Regions from separate parts of the Mus musculus genome. Here region 1 is linked to region 2. The links are chromatin contacts, called in public promoter capture Hi-C maps. All regions are on one chromosome and are shown on one strand. The core of a region is the stretch at or near the end of the contact, and the rest is flanking DNA. Distances in the headings are between cores, read along the strand shown. Region 1 holds the start of Tmem116 (transmembrane protein 116). Region 2 holds the start of Hectd4 (HECT domain E3 ubiquitin protein ligase 4).

The links. Capture Hi-C pulls out chosen DNA fragments and counts their contacts.
Region 1: a contact with region 2 is called in a promoter capture Hi-C map of liver. The contact joins the promoter of Tmem116 here to the promoter of Hectd4 in region 2. A contact is called at or near these places in 7 of 39 promoter capture datasets (the C10 cell line, cranial neural crest, frontonasal cranial neural crest and 4 more), 3 of 15 datasets of contacts at CTCF or cohesin (embryonic stem cells, large pre-B cells and stem cell-derived epiblast-like cells), 56 of 484 Hi-C or Micro-C datasets (the C2C12 cell line, CD4 T cells, CD8 T cells and 28 more), 19 of 115 datasets of contacts at active chromatin or transcription factors (the 230-238 cell line, the HPC-7 cell line, astrocytes and 12 more) and 5 of 9 other capture datasets (adipose tissue, embryonic stem cells, liver and 2 more).

The regions. Positions count from the first base shown.
Region 1 is chr5:121,458,308-121,464,863 of GRCm38.p6, forward strand. It overlaps Tmem116 (transmembrane protein 116), which reads left to right and starts at 4,874. Exons shown (of 11, transcript NM_001161627.1): 1 at 4,874-4,963; 2 at 5,480-5,526; 3 at 6,492-6,555. The coding sequence starts at 4,916.
Region 2 is chr5:121,215,025-121,221,519 of GRCm38.p6, forward strand. It overlaps Hectd4 (HECT domain E3 ubiquitin protein ligase 4), which reads left to right and starts at 5,195. Exons shown (of 76, transcript NM_181421.4): 1 at 5,195-5,633. The coding sequence starts at 5,448.

The sequences.
Region 1 (6,556 bases), core at 3,624-6,123, 240 kb after region 2:
AGAAATGTACGCAGATAGGCACCTTATAGTTTGGCCCATAGGTCAGGTATGCCTAGAATCCCCATGCTGTAAAGATTCCTACGCCGGGCAGTGGTGGCTCACACCTTTAATCCCAGCACTTGGGAGACAGAAGCAGGCAGATTTCTGAGTTCGAGGTCAGCCTGGCCTACATACAGAGTGAGTTCCAGGACAACCAGGACTATACAGAGAAACCCTGTCTTGAAAAAAACTGGAAAAAAAAAGATTCCTATAACCCAATAAAGTCTACAGGAACCACAAAGCAGATCCTGCCCATATGGGTTTTGCTGGGAGCCAGGCTGACATCTCGAGAACACTGAGCTGTAGCCAGACTAGGAACCTGACCTGACCATGCACACATCAAGGGCACAGACTATGCCAAGTTTTCACTACTGGCAGCAATATGTGCAGGTTCCTACAGGAAACTGGCCTGGAACTTACAGAGATCTGCCTGCATCTGCCTCCTGAGTGCCGGGTGGGATTAAAGTCATGTACAACCATGCACAGCTAAATTTGTTGTTTTTAAAATTTATTTATGTTATTTATATGAGTACACTGTTGCTCTCTTCAGTTATACCAGAATGGTTGTGAGCCACCATAAGGTTGCTGGTAATGAAACTCAGGACCTCTAGAAGAACAGTTAGTGGTTTTAACTGCTGAGCCATCTTTCCAGCCACAAATTTGGTTTTGTTTTTTTGTTTGTTTGTTTGTTTGTTTGTTTTGGGTTTTTTGGTTTGGTTTAGTTTGGTTTGGTTTGGTTTTTCGAGACAGGGTTTCTCTGTGTAGCCCTGGCTGTCCTGGAACTCACTCTGTAGACCAGGCTGGCCTCGAACTCAGAAATCAACCTGCCTCTGCCTCCCAAGTGCTGGGATTAAAGGCATGCGTCACCACACCTGGCTTAAATTTGTTATTTTTATATCATGAAATTTCTTACCAATTACTCTGTTCAAATTTTAGATACAATTAATGTAGTTATTCACTCCAAGAGAATACATTAGTCTGGTATGATTTTTTTTTTATACACCCATTTCAGCTTAGTGGCTGTCCAGATACACACTCTCTGGGCAGTTCATTCTAAAATCCTGCTTCAGATGAGTTAAGTCCCTTGATTTCTAGTTGCAAGTTCTACCCACTCCTCAAAAAACATGGCCTAGAAGTACACACCAGTAGTCCCAGTACTTGGGGCTGAGGCAGGAAGATAGTGGGTTTGAGACCAGTTTGGGCTACAAACATACATATATACATCTCAGAAAAAAAATCCCCAACAATAAAAAATATTTTTCAATTTAAGAAAATGTTTTCATTATTAACCAGTTTTCTGTCAAATTTCCATTTTTTCATGAAATTTTAAAATTTCCATTGTTTTGTGGGGTTAACCTGAAGACACCATAAACATTCTTACAATGTAATTTTTCAGCCCAGGAATAATGGATTTCTTTTGAGAAGTTAGATGTTTTCATGTAAGCTTCATCTTTAATTCCCTCTTCCAGTGTTTGTTTTGTGCTTTTAATGTTTGTTTGAGGTTCCCTGCCCCCAACCAGGGGAAAGGCAAACATCTGTCGGACTCATTATACCATGAATTCCAGCAATATGACATTTCTTTTCTTTTGTTCCACACTTTTTTTTATATAACCCATACACCATACAATTTATCTTTGCACAAATGTAGGCTTAGATTTTTCAAGACCTACTTTAATAAAGATTCTTAAGTGCTTCCACCTGCCTTCTAGCTCACCTACAAAGGTAGGGAGGAAGATGGTTAACAGGACAAGGGGATGCCGGCCCGTTTAGAAGTAGTTCTTTGGAGTGATTCCAATCTTCATTGTCAGCAGTCCAGTCCACTAGCAAAACAGCAAACCAGTCAGCAGCAGCAGCTGGGTCCGTCTCCACTGACCAGCGTGAGTCTGAGGAAGTGGAAAGAAGCCTCAGCAACATCACGAGAAGTTCGGCTGTGTGCACCTCTCCCCTTGAAGTCAGACAAGTGAAGATCAGTGAAGAAAGCAAGGCGAACCAATGCCAGAGCGACCTCAGCGAAGCCCAACGAACACCAGTGCTGTTCACTGTCTGTTAGGCTGTGTGCAGACATCACATGTCCTCTCAGGCATCGGCTCCAGCAGCTTCCAGAGAAACATCTCATGACACAACTTGGTCTCCAAAGAAACCAGATATTTCCATGTCACACCGTACACAGTCAGTGTTTTCTAGTATACTCGAGTTTAGCAGCCACCATTACTACCTGGTTCTAGAACCTTTGCCACACCCAAAGAGAACATTTGTGTCCATGAGTAGTCACTCTAGTGGGGCAGTGTTGGTGCTGGACTTTAATCCCAGCACTGGGGAGACAGATGCAGACAGATCTCTTGAGTTCAAAGCCAGCCTGGTCTACCAAGTGAGTTCCAGGACAGCCAGGGCTACACACTCCACCTCCTTCCTAAAGTAGCCATCTCGTTCCAGGCAGGCATGGGTATGCACTTCCTGTCTCTAGAGATTTGCCAGTTTTAGACATTTCTCCTGAGTGACTCCTGAGTATGCACCTGGTTCTTTCTTCACGTGTGTCAAATTTATCTCATAGAATATAACAGCACTTTTTTGCCGGTTGTATGATTCCCTACATTGTATTTATCAGTTTACCAGTTGGCAGACATTGAGTTATTTCTAATTTGAAGATGATTACATTTCTTTATATTTGCTTGTGTGTGGTGGTGTGCATGTGCCACAGCGTGTGTGTGAAAGTCGGAAGACACTGGTTTTCCTCTTCCATCCTGCAAGGTCCAGGGATTGAGCTCAGGTGGCAGCCCTTTTACAAAACCAAGTCATTTATACTTTTTGTCTATTATGTTCAGGGTTTTAGAAGGACCTGTGTTTTGGGTTTTTTTTTTTTTGGTCATGTACCTAGTTAACCTGAGATTATACATGGGACTATGTTAGCCCATTGGGAAGCTGCCAAAGTAGGAGCTGGAGAGATGTTTCAGAGGCTGTGAGCACTTACTGCTGCTCTTCCAGAGGATCCTGGTTTTGTTACCAGTGCCGGCATGGCAGCTTGCAAATACATGCACATGTACACAGGCATATGTACACAGACACATGTGTACACACAGGCACATGCACACACAGACATGTATATGTGCATTCAGGCACATGCCACATGTACATACAGGCACATGTCACATGCACACACAGATATTATGACCATGCACACACACATGCACACACAAGCACATGCATACATATGCACATACACACAGACATGTACATGCACATATAGGCCCATACACAGGCATATACACACAGACAGGCACATGCACACACAGGCAGAGGCACACAGACAGGCACATGCACACAGACACATGTATATACATGTACAGGCACACACACATGGATACCACATGCACACTTGCACATATACACAGACAGGTGCACACAGACACAAATATATGTACACAGACACATGTATGCACATACACACACACACACACTCACACTCACGTGCAGGGCAGTAGCATAGACACTTTAGGAATGTGCCAAAGGGAAAGGTTCTCTGAGGCTGACAGTCGGTAGACTGTTCTCTGAACAATCTAACATTTGTCTTGAGGAACAAAGAAGCCTTTTGTCCAAGAGCATTTTCTTATCATTTTCTTATCACTTGGTGACAGTCATTAGTCTCCACACCCTTAGGAGGTAGACATCATTAGGGACCTCCAAATGTTCCCAAGACTCTTTGCTACTGATCTGTGATGAGGATGCCTCCCAGTACTTAGATTACCTTTAAGACCGTTACTAAAATCTCCCACTAACCAGCATCTGCCCTTCCACTCTAGACTGCTCTCTCTCTCTGATATGAACTCCTACCATGCAAGTGATTGCTAAATAGTCAAGAGTTGGGACATAGCTTAGTGCTCAGCATGCATGTGTGACATTTGCCAGGCTCTGGGCTCAGTCCCCAGCACTTAGACACAAGAGAGATGTTGCAGAACATGTGAAAGGATGGTTAAAGCAATGAGAGCTTTTGACTTCCTCTTCCCCAGGCTCTGCCAGCTCCCTCCACAGCTGTGCACAGGCTCGTCTATACACTGTCACCCTATCCAGACTGTGTTCTTGGTACTCAGACCACTGCCCACTGTGATATAAGCTCCTGGAAGGCTCTGTCTAGACTTTGTCTTTGTGTCTCCCATAACACATTGATTTATACAATATGTATATATAATACATATATATATACATATTGTGTGATATAATAATGTTAATGTTGAATATAACAAACATTTAATGACCTCTTAGTAATTTTCACTACTACTAGAACTTTTAATTGAATGTGCCATCGTCCTTAATCACTGTGTCCCCAAACAGGGACAAGTTTTAGCAGACCTCTGTTTTACCCCATTTCTTTCTCTTCCTTTTTTCCCTGTTCCATTTCTCTTTTGAAAGTTTTATTTTCTTAATTGTGAAAATGCTCTCTGCCTTTTATTGTTCCTGCCTCTTGCTTTATTTATTTATTTATTTATTTGTATCACAATTGCCCCCCTTCAGGCCCCCCCTACAAAGTGTTTCCCCTATGCCTCTGAGAGGGTGGGGCCCCCCTGGGTATGCCCCCAGCCTGGAACTTCAAGTCTTCAGGATTAGGTATCTTCTCCCACTGGTGCAGGACAAGGCAGCCCTCTGCTCCATATATGTTGGGGGCCTCGGTCCAGCCAGTGTATGCTCTTTGGTACAATTTGGTTTCTTCTGTCACCTGCTTCTTCTATTTTTGGCTTTGTCCTTGGCCCTTCAGCCTCCTGCCCTTAAGGTACAGGGCAGGATTAGATGGGGTGGAGCCCAGCTGAGGTAGGGGTGGAGCTACCTGTTCAGAGCCTGACTGAGAAGGGCCTGGGCTTGGAGGGTAGCAGGAACTGAAGTCTTTATGGCCTTCCCACTGGAGACCAGCCGCCTGGAAGGCAGATGGGAGCCTGTAAGGTCAAAAGCTGACCCCCCACCCCCACCCCATTTCCGCTCCCTTCGTCCTTTCTGCTGCGTGTTTTACTCACAGTGGCTCTCTCCTTACTAATACCTCTCCCCCTCGTCATCATTTCCCTTCTTTTCTGTCTTGTAAACTTTCTGTCAGTCAGTCAGCCCTACTTGGTGTTCTCACCTGTCTGTCCTCAGACGCTAGCTAGCCTTTCCTCTCTGTTTATGCTTGTTCCTGGAGTTTCCTCAACTTGGCTTTCTCATTCAGTCTGCTCTGCTCACTACCCTGTTTCTCTTACCGTTTGAGTGTTTTTTAAGGACTTGGGTTGAGGGCAGCACAGGCCCTGCCTTCCTCCACAGGCCTGTTTAGGCTCCACTACTTGAAGGTCTGTGCTGAAGAAATGGTTAATAAACACCAAAAGGGAAATTAGGTTGAACATTAAATGTAAGAGACTGACACTCACTCACTCACTCTTTCTCTCTCCCTCTCTCTCTCCCTCTCCCTTCCTCCCTCCTTTAGCTTTTTCCTGCAATACAGTGGATACAGTTTGCTGTGGCTACTCTGAGGTATGTTTTTTTAAGTCTCATATGACTGTTCAGATCTCGTGACCAGCCTGGAGAGCTGTTCAACTTTCCCCATAGTCCTGCTCCTGACGATTGCAGTCTACTTTTTAGTTAGAAGTTCTTTCCCATGTTGATCATTCCTGACTAGTCACCTCGGGGCCTGGGGAGATGTATTGGTGGATAAAGTGCTTGTTTTTGGCCCATGAGAGCCCAGGTTGAGATCCCCAGCACCCACATGGCAAGCTGGTTGTGTTGTTTCCAACCTGTTTAGCTCAGCTTTGGGACGCAGAGACAGGGTGGGAGCTAGCCAGTCTGTGAATCTGAGAGCTTCAGGTTCACTGAGGGAGCATGGCTCAGAAACTCAGGTGGAGCGTGATGGAGGCTGACAGCAGCAGCCTCCCTCTTTTTTTTTTTTTTTTTTTTTCGAGACAGGGCTTCTCTGTTTCGCTCCTTTTTTAAATTTATTTTTATTTTTATTTATTTATTTTTTTAGCCTCCCTCTTCTGACTGCTCACCATATCTGTACCCAGGAAAAAGAACCGGAGGGAGGGAGGGAGGGAGGGGAGAGAGGGAGGGAGGGGAGGGGAGAGGAGGAAAGCAGTCATCTGAAGTGAGGACTGGCTCAGGCAGCCTGCATCAGGCATTTGCCTCAGTACTGTGTGTGGTAAACGCTGAAAGACAACATGGTGGCTCACATCTAATCCCAGCACTTGGGGACTGAGGCAGGAGGATTACTGAGTTTGAGGCCAGCCTGGTCTGCACAGCGGGTTCCAGGCTATCCAGAGGCTACATCCTGAGAGAAATTGGAATGGTAGTGAGAATATGGGCACTGCCCAAAACAAGATGGCATGCAAATGTGCAAAGCACTCTAGAACACATGTGTGGCATATTTTATATCAGCTATGTCAATAAATGGTAAAAGTCAGAGTCTGATCATTGTGATGTAATGGTCATGGTCTGTGTCTCAGTGTTATAGGCTCCAGTTCACTCCTCACCTACATCGCGTTCCAGAGCCCACAGAAGTCTGCAGAGG
Region 2 (6,495 bases), core at 3,945-6,444:
GTTGGTGGGAATTGACAGACAAACTCGACACAAGGAAGTGTGGATCTGAATGTAATTTGTCAAATCGAGCATCAAACTTTTCATACAGAAGAAATAGGGAAGTTGGGTGACACACCGGCAAGGTACAAAGAGGTTACTGGATTCTTACACAAAACAGGAATGTAAACACAGAAGAACTGGCAGGAACCAGCTGGGGTAAAATTCAATGTTAACAACTGGGATCAAAAACAGCTGTGCGCCACGCCCGGCTTAAAAAAATAATAAAAAAACAAAAACAAAAACAAAAACAACCAAGTATGCTGTACATGTCACTGAGAGAGGGTTGAGGCAAGAAGAAGTTCAAGGCCAGCCTTTGTCTGTGTAATGAGTTTAAGGATAATCTGAGTTTCAAGAGATCCAGTTTCCAAAAATGTGGGCCACCCACCACTGGGATTGTTTTTGTAGCAGGAATGAATGAGGATTTCTACAGATTTCCAACCTGGAATATGTAATTTAAGGCAACAATGCCTCGGCAGCCCACGAGGGGGCGCTGAGGGCATACAGCATCCTTCAGCTGTCCAAGGGAATGGCATCTTGGAGATCTTAGTATTCAAAGTCGCTTCATCTTGGGGGTTTTTTGTCAAAGCCAAGGCTGTCCCTTAGTTCTGCTAATCCAGTGGGGCTCTAAGAAGATTTTCTAGAATCCCTTTCATCGGATTTCTTTGCTTTTCTGTTCGCACACCCACCCAAGAGCAGAAAAATAAGGAGACCCAAAAATGAACCTGGCCTACTGGATCCCTTATTTTTTTTTTTTTTAAGATTTATTTATTTATTATATGTAAGTACACTGTAGCTGTCTTCAGACACTCCAGAAGAGGGCATCAGATCTTGTTACAGATGGTTGTGAGCCACCATGTGGTTGCTGGGATTTGAACTTCAGACCTTCGGAAGAGCAGTCAGGTGCTCTTACCCACTGAGCCATCTCACCAGCCCTACTGGATCCCTTATAAAGGAGATAGCAGAGTGTGCTTCCTCTTCGAGAACGCGATCAGTGGTATGGGAATAATCGCCGCTGCGGGTTCATGTGTGTTTGACAGATGTGTTTTTACACTTTTTCCTGTCTTTGTCAATTCCCTTATAGATTAGCCTGGCAGCTCTTTCTAGAACTCTCTTTTAGCTGTACTCAGCTTCGGAGCGACTGCTTATCTCCGTGCCACACTTGCATGTTTGGGCACCCAAGACGGATTACAGACCCAGTTCAGACAATCAGCCAGAACAGAAATGCCAACAGACGGGCAAGATATTGCAAAATCCCCGAGGGGCCCTAGCCTGAGCCAAGGCCAGCAGCATTGCACCAGCAGCTGGAGCGCTAGACGTCCATTGATAAGCTCACCCCGTCTGTCTTGGGGAGTTACCGCTCCCACACGGGTGGGTGACGGACAGGTGTCTTCCCGCTTGTACCCTCTTCCTCTGAGCTCTTGACAAGGGGCTGCCGGGACAGCATGGCCCCTTTCCCCATCTTGATTCTTTGTTCTCCAACCCCCCAAAACAAACAAACAAAGAAACAAACAAATAAATAAGGTACAGAGGATAATTCCAGCTGGATGTGTGTATCCACCTGTAATCCCAGGACTGGAGGTGGTGGTAGAAGGATCAAGAAGTTTAAAGTCATTCATGGCTACAGAGCAAGTTAGAGGCCAGCTTGGGCTATGAGCCTTTGTCAAGAAAGAGAGATGGCAGCCGGGCAGTGGTGGCGCACGCCTTTAATCCCAGCATTTGGGAGGCAGAGGCAGGTGGATTTCTGAGTTCGAGGCCAGCTTGGTCCAGGACAGTCAGGGCTACACAGAGAAACCCTGTCTTGGAAAACACAACAAAACAACAACAACAACAAAAAAAACAAAACAAAAAGAGAGAGAGAGAGAGAGAAAGAAAGCACAAGAGAGCGGGAGTGATGGCTCAGCAGTTGAGAGCCTTTGTTCTCACAGAGGGCTGGCGTTCAGTCTCAGAGCCTGTTGCTTCAGTTCTAGGGAATCCAATGCCTTCTTCACTCTGAGGCCACCAGGCACACATGTGGTGCACACGTTATAATAAAATGAATAAAAAATTAGAAAGAAGGAGGAAGGGCACAATTAAAAAAAAAAAAAAAAAAAGAAGGGGCTGGTGAGATGGCTCAGTGGGTAAGAGCACCCGACTGCTCTTCTGAAGGCCAGGAGTTCAAGTCCCAGCAACCACATAGTGGCTCACAACCATCTGTAACGAGATCTGATTCCCTCTTCTGGAGTGTCTGAGGACAGCTACAGTGTACTTACATATAACAAACAAACAAACAAATAAATCTTAAAAAAAAAAAAAAGAAGTCCTAAGTCATCCATTGGGGATGTAGCTCAATTGGTAGAGGGCTTTCTTAGAGTTCTCTGATGCATAGATATGCCTGAGGAAAACACACCCACTCCTGTAAAATAAGATCAATAAATTTGTTTTGTTTTCTCCAGACAGAATTTCTGTGTAGCCGGGGCTGTCCTGGAACTTACTCTGTAGACCAGGCTAGCCTAGAATTCACAGGAGACTGGGGTCTCTGTGTAGCCCTGGTTATCTGGAACTCACTCTATAGACTCGGATCCACCTACTTCTGACCCCATGTTGGGATTAAAGGCATCACTACTCCACTTAGATAATTTTTTGGGGGGGGGGGGGTTAAAGACAGGGTTTCTCTGTGTAGTCCTGGCTGTCCTCGAACTCAGAAATCAGTCTGCCTCTGCCTCCCAAGTGTTGAGATTAAAGGTGTGTGCCACCACCGCCCGACTTGAGCAGAGAATTATTTTATTTTATTATTTTATTTTTTTTTTTTTGGTTTTTCGAGACAGGGTTTCTCTGTGTAGCCTTGGCTGTCCTGGAACTCACTTTGTAGACCAGGCTGGCCTCGAACTCAGAAATCTGCCTGCCTCTGCCTCCCGAGTGCTGGGATTAAAGGCGTGCGCCACCACGCCCGGCTGAGAATTTTTTAAAAAAAGATTTATTAATTATTATATGTAAGTACACTGTAGCTGTCTTCAGACACACCAGAAGAGGGCATCAGATCTCATTATAGATGGTTGTGAGCCACCATGTGGTTGCTGGGATTTGAACTTAGGACCTTCAGAAGAGCAGTCAGTGCTCTTAACTGCTGAGCCATCTCTTCAGCCCTCGATCAGAGATTTTTTTTTTATCTTGCTCCAAACTACAGGAATAAAATCCATTTTAAAAATTCCCACCAAATAGACTTATTTCCAGAGGGGGTTCTATAAATATTAATTCTTCAGCTGCCTCATCAAGGTATGCTGCAAATTAATTACCATTGTTCAATTATTAAATAATCATTCATTATTCAGTCTAAAGACATTAAGGCCTGGGCGTGGACTGTTTTCACTGATTGGGGAGGGGGACGAGAGTTTATGGACCTCTTGATTTCTGATCTTAAACTATGAACACAAAATCTTTGAGCCACCAAAGCTGGGCGTTGAGAGTTTGACACCTGAACAGTTTGCTTGTTTAGCGGGTGTGAGTAAAAGGAATGAAGGGGTTCCCCTACAGCCCAAATAAGGGGGCCAGGGGTATAGAGGAATCACTCAGGCCTGGGTTCAAATCTAAGATTTGGTGTTTCCTGGCTTTGTGACACTGAGGAGACAATGAGACTTGAACCTCGCCTTGCCAGCTAATGCTGGGGCTGTGTCTAAGCTGTGACAAAGCTCCTGAGAGGATGGACTTACAGATTAGAGAGGGTTCAGCCTGCTTGGCTGGCTCTATTGCTTTTAGCCCTCTGCTGGGTCAGGACACCATGGTGATAGGAGGGTGTGGAGGAGGAAAACACTCACCTTGTGCTGGCTAGCCCAGATTGGGGTTGGAGAACGGACTGGGGAGTAGACAGGAGCCTTCTGCTTCCATATCTCCCACTAGGACCCAACCATGTTAGCCATTACCTCTCAGTAGCCAAATAAGTTTGGAATGAATCACTCAGTCCATCCCTAGATGAGGTCAGAGCACTGCTGACCCCAACACCACCTCAAGCTCCACCTCCAGACACAGCGAGTTCCAGGACAGCCAGAACTACACAGAGAAACCCTGTCTTGAAAAAACAAAACAATTGGTATAGCATTGGAAATGTAAATGAGCTAAATACCTAATAAAAAATGGAAAAAAAAAAGAAAAAACAAAACAAAACAAAACAAAACAAAAAAAACAGGAGCCAGGAGGAAAGCATTGCTTTTGTTTACTTTTAATTTTTAATTTTTAATTTTTTTTATGTGTTTGACTGTTTCCTTTATGTATGTCTGTGTGCCACATCTGTGTAATGATGGAGACGGAGACCTGAAGAGGATGTGAGGTCCCTTGGGACTGAAACTCAGGTCCCTTGGGACTGAAGTTATAAAAGGTGTGAGCTGCCCTCTGAGTGCTGGGAATTGAACCCCAGCCCTCTGGAAGAGCAACCAGTGTCAACCTGTCAATCATTTCTCCAGCCTAACAGCAATTGTTGATAGATACTTTATTTTCATCAGATGTCAGTTGCTTCTTTGTACTCTTTTTTTCCCCAGTAAATATTAACCATCTGCTGTGAGTTTTACCAAGTTCTCATGACCAAGCCTATTATATACCAGCCTTTAGTATTTTATAAATTTTATGTATTTTTTCAGATACGGAGCCTACATAGGCCTGGGTGGCCTGGAGCATCTTATGTAGCCCAGGTTGGCCTGAAACTTGATATGTAGACCAGGCTACCTGCAACTTGCAATGGTACTCCCACTTCTGTCTTCCAAGTACTGGAACAACTGGCAACCCCCACCAGGTTTGTTTACTTATAGTGCTGTAAATGGAACATAGGACCTCAGGCATTCTAGGCTAACCCTCTAAGACTGAACTATTCAAGATCTTAGAGAAGACATCTGAACCTATCTCATTTAAAAGATAACAGTGTTGACCCTCCATAATCCTTCCAGAATGAGCTCTGGCCTGAGCAACCGGTGCACACCGGAGTAAGGAGGAAAGGGGACCAGGGTGGTCTTCTCCCGGAGCCTTAGACTTCCTCAGATAGCATGGGAAGCAGGGGTGCCCAAGAGGCCATGCCTCTGAGCGCCTTGCAGCTGGGTTATAAAGCCTCGCCGGGCTGTGGGCGGGGCTAGACGGACAGGAGGGAGGAGCCTGTATTGTCCACCCCGCGGGGCATGCCGGGAACCCCGCCCCCAAGATGGCGTCTTACTGACAGTTGGCTGCGGAGCGGCAGAGGCGGATCCTGCTCGTCAGGGCGGCGGCGGCGGCGGCGGCGGCGGGGCCGGGGGTCTCCCGGGCCGGGGTTGGCGTGCGGAGGGGGATGGCGGCGCGGAACGCCTAGGGCGGAGCCGCGCGGGCGAGGCGGGCGCAGCAGGCGCGGCGGGCGCGGCGGTCGGCCATGGGTTGCTGAGGCGGCGGCGGCGGCTCTGCAGCGCCTTCTCTTAGCCATGGGCTCGTCGGCCGCGGCGGCGGCAGCTGCAGCGGCGGCGGCGGCGGCGGCGGACTCGGCGCAGTGGCTCTCGGTGAAGGAGGAGACCATCTTTCTGCACGACGGACTCATCCGGGTCACCGACCTGGCCGAGCTGCCCAGCGAGATCCTCGGCGCCCCGGAGGCCGCCGACACCGACCTGGAGGTGAGTGAGGTTCCCCGGGAGGCCGCCGCAGGTGTGTGGGATCCCGGAGAGCATCTTCGGGCCGCGCGGCCCGGAGACCCGGAGCTACGGCAGCCGCCGCCCGGCTGCTCCCCTTCCCCCCACCACGCAACCGGGAGCCTCTTGGAGGGCGCGCCCAGGTGCCTGTGCTCCGGAGACCTTTTGTATTTTGAACGCTCGCACGGACTCTGCTTCTTTTATCACAGTCCCAGCTCGGTGTTGATTTTGTATGCGTGTGTGTGTGTGTGTGTGTGTGTGTGTGTGTGCACGCGCGCGCGCCTGCCTGTGTGTTGGAGGGAGCCCGGAGTGACAGCTGCCAGGGCTTCCTTCCTCCACCATAAGCAATTCTGCAACCTGTCTGTGCAGTGCCTCGGATTGACTTGACACCCGCGCCTTTGTCAGGCCAGCCGGGGGTGGGGTGGGGTGGGGTGGGGTGGGGTGGGGGTTTGGACAGCGAGAAAGGGGATGCTACACCGCGGCCTGGGAAGGTTCAAGGGCGGGCGTGAGCGAGTATATGTGTGTGTGTGTGTGTGTGTGTGTGTACGCGTGCGCGCGCCTCGGGGGTCTCTCTCTCTCTTTCCCCCTCCCCCCCCCCCCAGTCTAGGAGCGGTGGCAGGTGCAGCAGCCAGTCTCAGCAGTTGTGGTGTCGTCCCCCCCCCCCACCACCCCGCAAAACCCATCCACCCCAAGGAAACCAAATGTGAATATGGTGGATGGGAACTTTCCACCGACTGCGCTCAGTTTTCGCATTTGCCTAGAAGTGGGAATGTTGGACTGTGGTGTTTTCATCCAGGCCAGGTGGCTGTTGACCCCCGCTTCCCCGTGGAGTGTGGTGAAATTCGTA